Regions from separate parts of the Mus musculus genome. Here regions 2, 3 and 4 are each linked to region 1. A link is a contact called in public Hi-C, HiChIP or PLAC-seq and promoter capture Hi-C data. All regions are on one chromosome and are shown on one strand. Each heading gives the region's core, a stretch centred on a gene start, on an enhancer-like site or on the middle of the called end of the contact. The rest is flanking DNA. Distances are from core to core; before and after follow the strand shown. Region 1 holds the start of Padi2 (peptidyl arginine deiminase, type II). Region 2 has its middle 18 kb from the start of Padi6. Region 3 holds the start of Necap2 (NECAP endocytosis associated 2). Region 4 holds the start of Padi6 (peptidyl arginine deiminase, type VI).

The links. Promoter capture Hi-C pulls out the DNA fragments that hold promoters and counts their contacts. A called contact is a pair of places that touch in the nucleus more often than the background predicts. HiChIP or PLAC-seq counts read pairs in DNA pulled down with a chosen protein or histone mark.
Region 2: a promoter capture Hi-C map of hippocampal neurons shows a contact between it and region 1, with 10 times the contacts expected there. The contact joins the enhancer-like site here to the promoter of Padi2 in region 1. A contact is called at or near these places in 24 of 39 promoter capture datasets (the 3T3-L1 cell line, 3T3-L1-derived adipocytes, the C10 cell line and 16 more), 6 of 15 datasets of contacts at CTCF or cohesin (the NIH/3T3 cell line, embryonic stem cells, hippocampal excitatory neurons and 3 more), 108 of 484 Hi-C or Micro-C datasets (B cells, the Ba/F3 cell line, the C2C12 cell line and 61 more), 23 of 115 datasets of contacts at active chromatin or transcription factors (the HPC-7 cell line, VIP interneurons, astrocytes and 14 more) and 4 of 9 other capture datasets (adipose tissue, embryonic stem cells, liver and 1 more).
Region 3: a contact with region 1 is called in a Hi-C map of CD8 T cells, with 2.9 times the contacts expected there. The contact joins the promoter of Necap2 here to the promoter of Padi2 in region 1. A contact is called at or near these places in 4 of 39 promoter capture datasets (the C10 cell line, the HPC-7 cell line, cranial neural crest and 1 more), 16 of 484 Hi-C or Micro-C datasets (B cells, the Ba/F3 cell line, CD4 T cells and 9 more), 8 of 115 datasets of contacts at active chromatin or transcription factors (the HPC-7 cell line, T-cell acute lymphoblastic leukemia, bone marrow-derived macrophages and 3 more) and 2 of 9 other capture datasets (liver and pancreatic islet).
Region 4: a contact with region 1 is called in an H3K4me3 HiChIP or PLAC-seq map of embryonic stem cells, with 22 read pairs. The contact joins the promoter of Padi6 here to the promoter of Padi2 in region 1. A contact is called at or near these places in 21 of 39 promoter capture datasets (the 3T3-L1 cell line, 3T3-L1-derived adipocytes, the C10 cell line and 15 more), 1 of 15 datasets of contacts at CTCF or cohesin (embryonic stem cells), 19 of 484 Hi-C or Micro-C datasets (the G1E-ER4 cell line, bone marrow-derived macrophages, colorectal tumor organoids and 9 more), 16 of 115 datasets of contacts at active chromatin or transcription factors (astrocytes, bone marrow-derived macrophages, craniofacial prominence and 10 more) and 3 of 9 other capture datasets (adipose tissue, liver and macrophages).

The regions. Positions count from the first base shown.
Region 1 is chr4:140,905,074-140,907,621 of GRCm38.p6, forward strand. It overlaps Padi2 (peptidyl arginine deiminase, type II), which reads left to right and starts at 1,287. Exons shown (of 16, transcript NM_008812.2): 1 at 1,287-1,476. The coding sequence starts at 1,361.
Region 2 is chr4:140,723,682-140,726,229 of GRCm38.p6, forward strand. No RefSeq gene overlaps it. Among named protein-coding and RNA genes, the nearest start is that of Padi6, 18 kb to the right of the region's middle. Within about 2 kb of position 1,265, at least 32 of the 459 cell types and tissues checked have an H3K27ac peak or open chromatin away from gene starts, as enhancers often do. A contact at or near this core is called in Sertoli cells, cortical neurons, epiblast stem cells and 6 more, where this site is marked.
Region 3 is chr4:141,077,091-141,079,638 of GRCm38.p6, forward strand. It overlaps Necap2 (NECAP endocytosis associated 2), which reads right to left and starts at 1,267. Exons shown (of 8, transcript NM_025383.4): 1 at 1,123-1,267. The coding sequence starts at 1,214.
Region 4 is chr4:140,741,374-140,743,921 of GRCm38.p6, forward strand. Padi6 (peptidyl arginine deiminase, type VI) reads right to left here and starts at 1,270. Exons shown (of 16, transcript NM_153106.2): 1 at 1,116-1,270; 2 at 385-562. The coding sequence starts at 1,207.

The DNA.
Region 1 (2,548 bases), core at 37-2,536:
TCTTTCCCACAAGCTGCCTCCTGATTGGAGAACGCTCTCCCAGGGACCAATCAGAAGTTAGCAGCTTCTCCCAGGATCTGAACCCCAAGCCTTTCAGGAGACAGTGACCCCTCTGGCTGAGATTCTGGCTCTCTGCTTCTCCACCCACATTCCTCCTAGATCCCTGATACCCAGGAACAGCTGGGGTCTTTACCATCTCCTAATTTGGGCATCTGGAGGAGAAGGATGGAGTCGAGGGCCGCTGGGCGTGCCTGGGCATACCTATGAGCAATGCGTTTAATTCAGTGTGCCCTTTGCTGGGGCTCCCTTCAGTCCCCCTCCCTCTCCAACATTCACCCCTCCACCCGCCCTTCAGTCTCCATTCCCTTAACGAAAAAGCCACTTCCTCAAATTGCATAGCCCCAGGGTTGAGTTCAGAAAGAAAGGGCCTGAGGGTGGGGTTCAGAGTGCTTCAGACCCCACCCTGCCACTAGATGTCACGGTGCACCTTGGCCTTCAGGACCATACATTGACCTCTACCTTGGCACGTCTTTTGGTGTCGCAGGCTGGAGCCCTAATCCTCTGCCCCGTCAGCCCATTGTCCTTCAACCAGGCACATCCTCCCAGCCACCGGGAGCCACCCAAATCTCCATCCATAAACACCACACAGATCAGTCCTCTCCTCGCCAGTCCTCTCACGCCCCATCCGGGGTCTTCACTACTGGCTCCAGCTCAGTATGCTCAACGCTGTCTGGGGCAGCCAGAATGCACTCCCAGATAGCCCCATTCCAGGCTCATGCTGTCGCTCTCATGCCTGGGCTTAGCATTCTGGTCCCTGCCAGGGCCACAGTTCCCCCCACTCCACCCCACTCCCTATTTCTCATGGCAATGTGGATCTAATATGGGGGGTGTCCAGCTTCCAGAAGGTGTTCAGGAGGCTCCTCTCCACCCCCTGGTGTTGCCAAGATCTTTAAGAAGCCTCAGGGTTTCCTCTGAGAAGCATTCTCCGGCCCCAGACTGGCTTTGGTTGCCACCTATTCACTCCTGCCCTGTCCCTTCGGCTACTCCTGCTCGCACTTTCTGCCCCTCGGAGCTGGAGGTGAGGGGGAGCGTCCAGAAAGGGGAATTTACTGAATAAAAGAATGAACAAGCCAAACACGGAAAACAGGAATTGACAACTTGCGGGCAGAGGGGCTTGGAGGGCGGGGCCAGGCTTGACGGACGGGTTTGCAGATCCAATCCAAGAGGAGTCCGGCGGGAAGCCCCGCCCACGCCCCGCCCCCGGCTGCTGCTTAAGGCCGCCGGCTGCTCGGCAGCGAGCGCAGGCGCAGCAGCGGAGGGCTTACCTGCAGCAGGTGCTTATTCCTGGGAGCAGCACGGAATGCAGCCGCCTATACGGGAAAATATGCTGCGGGAACGGACCGTGCGGCTGCAGTATGGGAGCCGCGTGGAGGCGGTGTACGTGCTGGGCACGCAGCTCTGGACCGATGTCTACAGGTGAGCCGAGAGAGAGTTACCCTCTCACCTACCCTTCACAAATCTTGAGACCCTGGACCTGGCTCCAGTATCCAGGTTGCCCCTCAATTCGAGATCCTCAGAAATCCAGAGAGAGTCCAGGCCAGGATCCACTTCCATGCAATCCTGAGGCCCCTCTAAGACACACAGTTACAGCCCCTGTCACAGCCTCCTCTCTGAGACTACTCCCTAAATCTAGCCTTCTCATGACTGGTCTTTCCAGCCCCTCTCCTGGGTGACTTTAACACACATGGGCTCTCTGTAACACGCCCCTTTCACTCCCCCATTCCTTCTTGGCTGACCTTTCACCCCAGCCCAGCCTCCTCCACCAGTGGACTGCCTACCCCTGCAAGCAGAAACAGCCTGGGATGTGCTGGGGACTGACTTGTCCAAAGGGGAACTGCCCACGTGGAATCTGGCCTGGTACTTATCCGATTTCACCCTCCGGGGGGTTGCTGGTGGTTGCCTGTCCCGGGGCACTGGCTGTGAGCTGTGTCCCCAAATACCTTTCCTGACTTCACCCTGAGATCAGAGAGGGGTCACTTTCCACCCGCTATGGCCCTGGGAGCCAGGGCCCGTTTCTTCCCCATTTTCTCTGCCCACACGCTCGCTCGATGGGGGTCAGGGTACCTGAGACAGAAGGCTGAAGGAATCTCGCAGAGTGTGTCCCACAAACCCAGAGAAACTGATAGGGTATAGTGTGGGACCTAGGAAAGGTGCTATGGGGAAGGAGTAGTCTGAGCAGCCTGAGAGGCCACACTGAAGCCACCATCTGCTCCGAGCACTCTCAGTGTTCTGCCTTGCGAGGGAGGAAGGGCTTCATGCTGGAGGGAGGGGCATGCCAGATTCTGTGCCTGTACATCCTCTATGGGCCGTGTTCCCAGACCATTCTGACACTAAAGCGCCTGACTCTCCCGAGCCTCCCAAAGCCCACCTAAGCACCCCCTCATGCTCTTCTGCCCGCTCTCCAGCTCCTTCCCACTGCTCGGCCACTTCACAGGAGGCCCCGGTTCCCGCTGGTCTCAGCAAGCCTAAGACGGGGCCCCTCTCTGCT
Region 2 (2,548 bases), core at 15-2,514, 180 kb before region 1:
ACAGAAGATTGACTATAAAGCATTACAGTGCAGTGTCTGAATGGAAACGGGGGGGGGGGGGCGTGCGGGGGGGGGCAGAGAAATCAGCATTTGAGTAACACATGGATAACCTTTACACAGTGCACAAAACCGTCTACAACCTGCCAGGGGCCTACCGAGTGCTGGCAGTAAAGGTGTGAGCCATCCCACCCACATATGTGTAGATTTGACCTAAGGCGTTCCAAGACTTGGGTTTTGGTTGTGAGTGAACAAGCGTTTTCTGGCTTGCTTACCTCTACCCAACCTTATGAGCAGTCTGTAGGGTGCAACCCTTCCAGGAGCACTTGTAATCAGCCTCCAAACTTCACAAAGGATCAGAGGGTGCCTGGCCCCTTCCTTTCTGCCAATTGCCCACCAGGGGGCACTGTAAGGTTAGCCTTTTATGCCACAGGAATGGAGCTTGGACTGATGTCTTGGGGGGCGGGGGGGGGGGGCTACTACATATCCTGGCTGCTATTTCCTGTAACACATGACAGTCCTGAAGTCAGGTCACTGTTCTTAATGTTTTGTAGAGGAAAGTTGTAGACAGGCGGTGAGCTCGGTCACAGGGAAGGGGCCTGGTGGGCAGACGGACCCTGAGAGGTCCCAGTTGTGTCCCCTGGCCACCTCTCAGGAGTGGCCTTGGGACAGTTCCTGCAGAGCTAAAGAGACCCCTACTTTCTACAGCAAAGGCTCTCAACTTTCCTAATGCCGAGACTCTTTAATACAGTTCCTGTGGTGACCCCCAACCATTAAAATTACATGGCTGCCTCGTAACAAATTTGCTATTGTTAACCAATTTTTAATGTCAGTATCTGTGTTTCCCAGTGGTCTGTGAAAGGGGTCATTCAGCCTCAGGGAGGTTGGGACCCACAGGCTGAGAGTCACTGTTTTACAAGTTGTCCTTGCAAGGTCTGGAGCCTGCTAGTTGCAGCTGTGTCTGGAGAGCCAGCAGCCTCCCACAGCCTCCCATTGGCAGTTTCCTTAGGATGAAGTGGGCTGTGGGGGACCTTGATCTGCCATCGAATGTTTACCCTTGTTGGGAAGGTACGAGACTCTGGTGGACTAGTGTTGGAGAGGCCCAAGACACAGCCTTATCCAGTCTCTGGACAGAGTGACCATAATTTAGAGTCAGCAAGGGTAGGCAGAGCCGAGCCTGTGATCTCCGTGTTTAAAGCTTCATTGCTCTGTGTGTGGGTTTGCTTCCATATGCAGCTGTACCATGTGTCACAGACTGCCTGGAGACCAGATGGAGAAGCCCTCTTGTGGGAGTTTATAAATCCGCTCTAATCTCTCTGGCAGATAGCAAGGGACTCCTTCACCCCGAAGCTCTAGATACTAGAATAAAAGACACACACAGCCTTCTATTCTAATATGCGTTAAGCAGCTCAGTGTCTGGGCACTTCTAAACCTCCCTGTGGCTAACACACCCTCCCCTCTGATATCCCGAAATTATTACTAAAACCTGTATTCCATCTTGGCTGCCCCGGACTCAGGCCATAATCCCTGACTCTCATGTATTGTCTGTCTGTCTTGTACTTCTCACACGTGATCCTTCTGCTTCCCCGACATGACAGGACCATTCTGAATCGCTAGGGTTCCCGTGGCCAGGAAATCTGAGGTCCTGCCTCTGTCTCCTTGCCCAGCCATTGGCTTCCAACAACTTTATTTGCCAATCAGAACCAGCTCAGCGTCTTACACATAGATATGTGGGTTCCCCATAATTTTGGGGGCCAAACTAATACAAGTAACAATAAAACCAATCCACAACAGAGCCCCTAGGACTGGAATTACTGATGGTCGCGAACTGCCGTGTGGGTCCTCTGGAAGAACGTCTGCAGACATTAACCACTGAGCCATCCCTCCATCCCCTAAGTGTTTCAAGGGAAACAGGACTCCTGGGGCTCGGTGCTAAGAAGTGCTAGGCTTGCCATTCCGGTGAAGTGCTTGTCCATCACACCAGAATGTTGCCAGAATACTGGGTTACACCCCCCCACTGTCAACATAGGTACACGCATGCCAGCCAGCACTCAAGCAGAGGCAAGGAAATTGTTAGCATTTCAGGTTTTGTGTTTGCGGGTGTACCTACATAGATGTGGTAGAACCGTCCATGAAGATGGGAATCTGTCCTGTGTGGGCCCCAGGGGTCACACTTGGTTGCCAGGCTTAATGGTCTTTACCTTTTGAGTCATCTCTTCAGCCCTTTACATAGGGAGTTCAAGGCTGGCCTGGGCAACTTGAGACCCTGTCTCCAAAGGGAAAACACAAAGCACACTTTCTGGAGGTGGAGGGTCACATAAGTGAATTTGGATTGTCAACTTATCCAAATCACCCTCACGCTGGCCAGTGTTGCTCCAAGTTGTAGCTGGTCCTGGAATAGTCTCCCTGCCCAGAGGTCTATTAGCACTGACCTTATTCTAGCATCTTACAACCAGGCTGAGCCCTTCCCAATCCAGGACATGGAGGCACAGAACCGTTAGTCAGATACGAGTCTGATGCCAAGTGGCCACTGGCTTTCACAGAATTAGCC
Region 3 (2,548 bases), core at 17-2,516, 170 kb after region 1:
AGCTTGAGGCCCCGAGTTTGGATCTCTAGCGCCTAAAAGCCAGGTCTGGCTCCAGCTACCTGTAGACCCTCCACTGTGTGGGGTGGGGCAGAGAAAGGAGTTTCACTGGGCTTGCTGAACACCTAGTCTAGATGAAAACAGCCAACCCCAGCTTCAGTTAGGGGCCACCTCAAGGGAACAACGGACATGAAAAAAGCAAGACACTGGCTGGAACTCCTGTGGCTTCTGCATGCACCCGCACCACACCCAGACACGCAAAAGCAAGCACAGGCAGCTGTAGCTTGCTGACCTCCATTCTTGTCATTTTAATATTATTTTAAAATCATCGCACCGACACAGTTAAGTGTTCTAAGATACCCATTCAGAAAATGTTATGAGCCTGTGTTACATAGCGCAAAGGGCAGATGGAGTTGGCCCTCCAACACATTTGTGGTACCCGACGACCTGTTTCCAAACAACTCAGACACCCATCGCCTTCGAGAGCCACCCAGCCTAAGTAGCAACACCCCACCACAGGGCACAGGACACACCACGTATTTTTCATCTTTTTCAGTTAGGGAAGGTGTCCAACTTTGTGTCTCCTCTCCTAGACTAGAGTCCTGGGTTCCCTTCCGGAGACACTCCGTGTGTTTACAGGCATTTGAGTTTATTTGCCTCAGGTGACGCTCACTCAAGACAAGGGCGGCGGTATCCTCCCAGCTGCAAGTATGTTGTGATCAGGGGTGAAACTGGGGTCAGGAGAGCCGGAGATAGGAACAGCGTCCCTGGGCTTCGTGGGACGGGTCCCCCAGATGGCCGGGTTCCCTCCCGTGCCCTCCCGGCGGGGATTTCCGCGGGTGGCAGGGTTTTCTGGGATCCCGTCACGACTGTCGGTTAGCGCTGTGACACGACCCGTAGACCCCGCCGAGGGAACCCACTGCGCTCTCGGGTCCCCAGGAGCTGGCTGCGACCGTTGCCGGCGTCCCGCTGACGGCTCAGGGCCAGCGACCCCTCCTAAGTCTGGCCCCGATTAAAGTAGCCACAGGGCTCCATCCTTTCCGCCCCTAAACCCGACAACCGGTCCTCGTCCCCCGCAGTGCATGCCGGGGCGGGGGACGGGAAGATTAAGCCAGGAACGGTCACCTGTAACCACGGTTGGTGGCCCGCGGCGGGATGCGGTAGACGTGGACCTCCGGCTTGACACACAGAACAGACTCGTACTCACTCTCCTCCATCTCTATCGCCCGAGCCCTCGGGACTTCCGGCTTCTCCCCGCCCCTTCAGGACCGGAAGTGATGCGACTCTATGACCAAGTTCTGTCTAGAGCGGAAGCTCCGGGGGACCCCCCGATCGCTCCCGAGTGCCCTCTGCCGGGCGCCTCAGATCAGACCGTGAAGCGATTGCTCTCTGCTGCTGTGGGACCTGAGAAGCTCGAGATGCCGCTGATCTGAGCCTAATCCCGAACCTGGTTGTAGTTCAAACTCTATACCCTAGACCAGGGTGGCTGATATGCAAGATACCCTGCAGCCCTGCCCTTCTGACGGAATGTCCTTGTCCCCGCCAATCCCAGAAGGTTCTCAGAGGCTTCTGGAGGAATCTCGCTCCACAACTTTTTATAACCTACTATGTGCGCAAGGCCCCAGTGGCTTAGCGCAACAGGAGTACAAATCAAAGTTGTGAACCAAAGTTCCTGGTTGTCTTTGCTGTGAAGAGACACTATGACCAAGGCAACACTTACAAAAAGAAATCCTTTCATTGGGGGCTTGCTTACAGTTTCAGAGGCTTAGTCCATGATTAGCATGCGGGAGAGCATGGCGGCATGCAGGCAGGCGTGATACCAGAGAAGCAGCTGAGAGCTGTACGTCATGATCCTGGTGGGGGTGGAAGGGCCACAGCACACAGGGATGGGGCGGGAGGAAGGGGAGCACGGACGACAGTGACCCGGGCCTGATACGGGCTTTTGGAAAACTCAAAGACCAAACCCCCATCACAGCTTTTCCAACGAGGACACACCTCCTAATCCTTCCACGAGGTTGATCACTTGTGAAAAGCTAGAATAAGGCAGATTGGGAGGCGAATTGATTTTGAGTTATCTTGACCCTCTAAATAGCCATTTATTGGCCACCTCTGTATGTGACCTAAGATCCTTGTGACTATTAGGTAAATCCTTTGGAAGGTACAAATGCCAGCTTTCACCAATAAAGGCTAAGAATGTCATCAGATAGCAAGTAAGGGCCATAAATGATGTTTCCCGGCTTTGCGGTGACTCACCTGCCTGAGGTCTCCACCAACGGTTTGAAAAATGCCTCGGTTTGATGTTTGTTTTGTTTTGTTGATTTTTTGGGTTTTTTGTTTTTGTTGGTTTTTTTTGAGACAGGGTTTCTCTGTGTAGCCCAGGCTGTCCTGGAACTCATTTTGTAGACCAGGCTGGCCTCAAACTCAGAAATCCACCTGCCTCTGCCTCCCGAGTGCTGGGATTAAAGGCGTGTGCCACCACGCCTGGCTCAGTTTTTTGGTTTTTCGAGACAGGATTTCTCTGTGCAGTCCTGGCTGTCCTGGAACTCACTCT
Region 4 (2,548 bases), core at 20-2,519, 160 kb before region 1:
AGTCGTTTGCCCTGGCTTGGAGCTGGCTCTGTAGCTCAGGTTAGGACCTCCAACTGCTGACCCTCCTCCTGGTTAATTGGGCTTAATAGGTATGCACTGCTCAGCTCAGGGTACAACACTGGTTCTGGCCCGACTCAAGGTACAGTGCTTACCCAAGTGAGCCACTCGCTGAAGGAAACTGCCTTCCGCCGACACATAGATGGGCAGGTTCCGCCCACTCACCATCCCTTAACTGCCTCTCTCTCCCTGCCCACAGACAGCTGCAGCTGGGTCTGCCTTGGGTAGGCAGGCCTGTTGCCAATGGCCTTCAGCTAGGCTTGCCAGCTTCCACATTGAGATCACCTGGGTAGGTTAAAGGTTACCCCTCTCCCCTCCATGGCTCACCTTGTCTTCATCCACAGTGGGGCTGGGCGCCACCATCCTCACCAATGCCACTGTGGGATGGTTCATTGACCTCCAGACCACAGTGTCCTCTTTGCCAGCGATGACGGAGCTAGAGATGTGGATCAAGATCCTGGGGGAACCACGGATGGTGAAAGACTTGCACTTGTCTGGTGCACACCTGGTTTGAAGGAGACAATACAGGTTAGAAGACTCACCAACCGATGAGGCGACAGGGTTCCAGGACAGCCCCCGATCTGGAGTCTGCATCCATCTTACGGAATTGAGGAGAGTTGTCAGTGAAGCTTGTGGGGGGGGGGGCGGGCGCTAACGTCTTCAGCCTCTCTTACCATCTCGACCCCCAGGACCTCCACGCCTTTGATGGATGTCCCACCCCAACCTCCCGCTCCCCCAAAGCCTCCTTGTGAGGATCACATCTTCATTTTACATACAAGCCTCAGCTTCACAGTCATGGAGTGAGCAGATGCCAGAACCGTAAGACACAACCCCCGCCTACTCAAGGACACCTTCGAAGCTAACAGGGATCTTGCAAGAGGCAGAGAAAGCTGTAAGTCAGTATCCCGAGCTGGGATGGGAGGGCTCTCAGAGACCAAGCCAGATTTCCTTGGGGTCGGTCAGTTCAGCTGAGAGCGCTAACCTCGGACTTCTGGGCACAGGGACTCTGCCCAGACCCTCCCTTCTCATTACCCCTACAGACACCCGCTAAGCCTTACTTGCTGATGTCCAAGGTGATTTCCATGCCTACCATGCAGAGGGCATGGGTGGGATTGACCAGAGACAGGCTGAGTGAGTTCTGAAAAGACATGGCTGGGCTTACCAAGCTAGCCACTGTCAGCAGTCCTTACCCACCAGAGTAATTGCCTAGGACGGTGGGGCTTCCTGGCCTTCCTCTTTAGTAGAGGTAAGGACCACCCCAGCCCGCCCCCTTGTTAAGGGTTCACAGGTGAGCCTGGAGGAGGAGGAAGAGGAGAAGGAGGTAGGGGGAAGGGTGAAGGGAGAGATCCTTCTACTCAGCATCAAAGTTTTAGCAGCTGCTGCCTGTAGACCCTGCAGCCCTAGGAAATTGGAGTCTAACAGCTTGGGGCTCTGCCCTTCCCACTGGTCTGGGTGCTACATCTCAAGATTATGGGGGAGTCTTGGTTCTAGGACAGTAGCTCTCAACCTGTTTTGGCCTCAAGGCTGGGATGGTGGTGGTGTCACACATCAGATATCCTGCATATTATGATTCATAACAGTAGCAAAATCACAGTTATGAGGTAGCAACGAAATAAGCTTATGGTTGGGGGTCACCACCTGTATTAAAGGGTTGCAGCACTAAGAAGGTTGAGGACCACTGTTCTAGGATGTGTGCTTCTTGGCAGCTAGTGGGGGTACTTGGTAAAGTGCTATGCTCACAGAAGTGTCAGGAAGCTATAGCTAGCTCTGCAAATCCCTGATCCTGGCAGGCAATCTGCATCCTTTTCCCGGGTGATAACGATGATAAGCCAGTCAGTCACAGCTGTGTCTCTTGTTAGCATCAGGGCGGGTAGGGTGGGGGATGGGCAGCAGGAGCTGGTGCATGGGCTAGACCTGTGCAGCCTGGCTTACAGCTGTTATCCCTTTAGGCTGACCTCTGACCTTCACATGTGCACTGTGGTGTGAGAACACACACACACACACACACGAAGCAGAAAGGAAATTGTATATCTACTGTGCAGTTCAAAACTGCTAAAATGGGGGGGGTCAGCATTCTCGTGCCCTGTGGAGTCGCTGAGATGACACATACATCTTTGAGGTTCATGGTCTCTTCAGTATTGGCATTCCTAGATCAGACTACAAAGCCACACATGGTAGTCCCTGCCTGTCACCTGTTCAGCACCCACACTGAGGCAGGAGGATTTCTGTGAGTTTGAGACCAGCCTGGGTTTCAGAATGATGCTCTGTTTCAAAAAGCCGCCAAATTCTGTATTGCATTCCATAGTATATGTATGTGTTGTCAGGGGGGAAAAAAAGATCCAGCTGAGGTAGGCTAGCCTGTGATTACCGAGTGACTTCAAGTCTAGATTGGTCAATTTAACAAGACTGTGCCAATGTTCTGAAAAGGGGATAGGTGGGAGCATAGCTCCTTGGTAGAGAACTATCTGCCTCCACGTCCCTGTTATTTGCT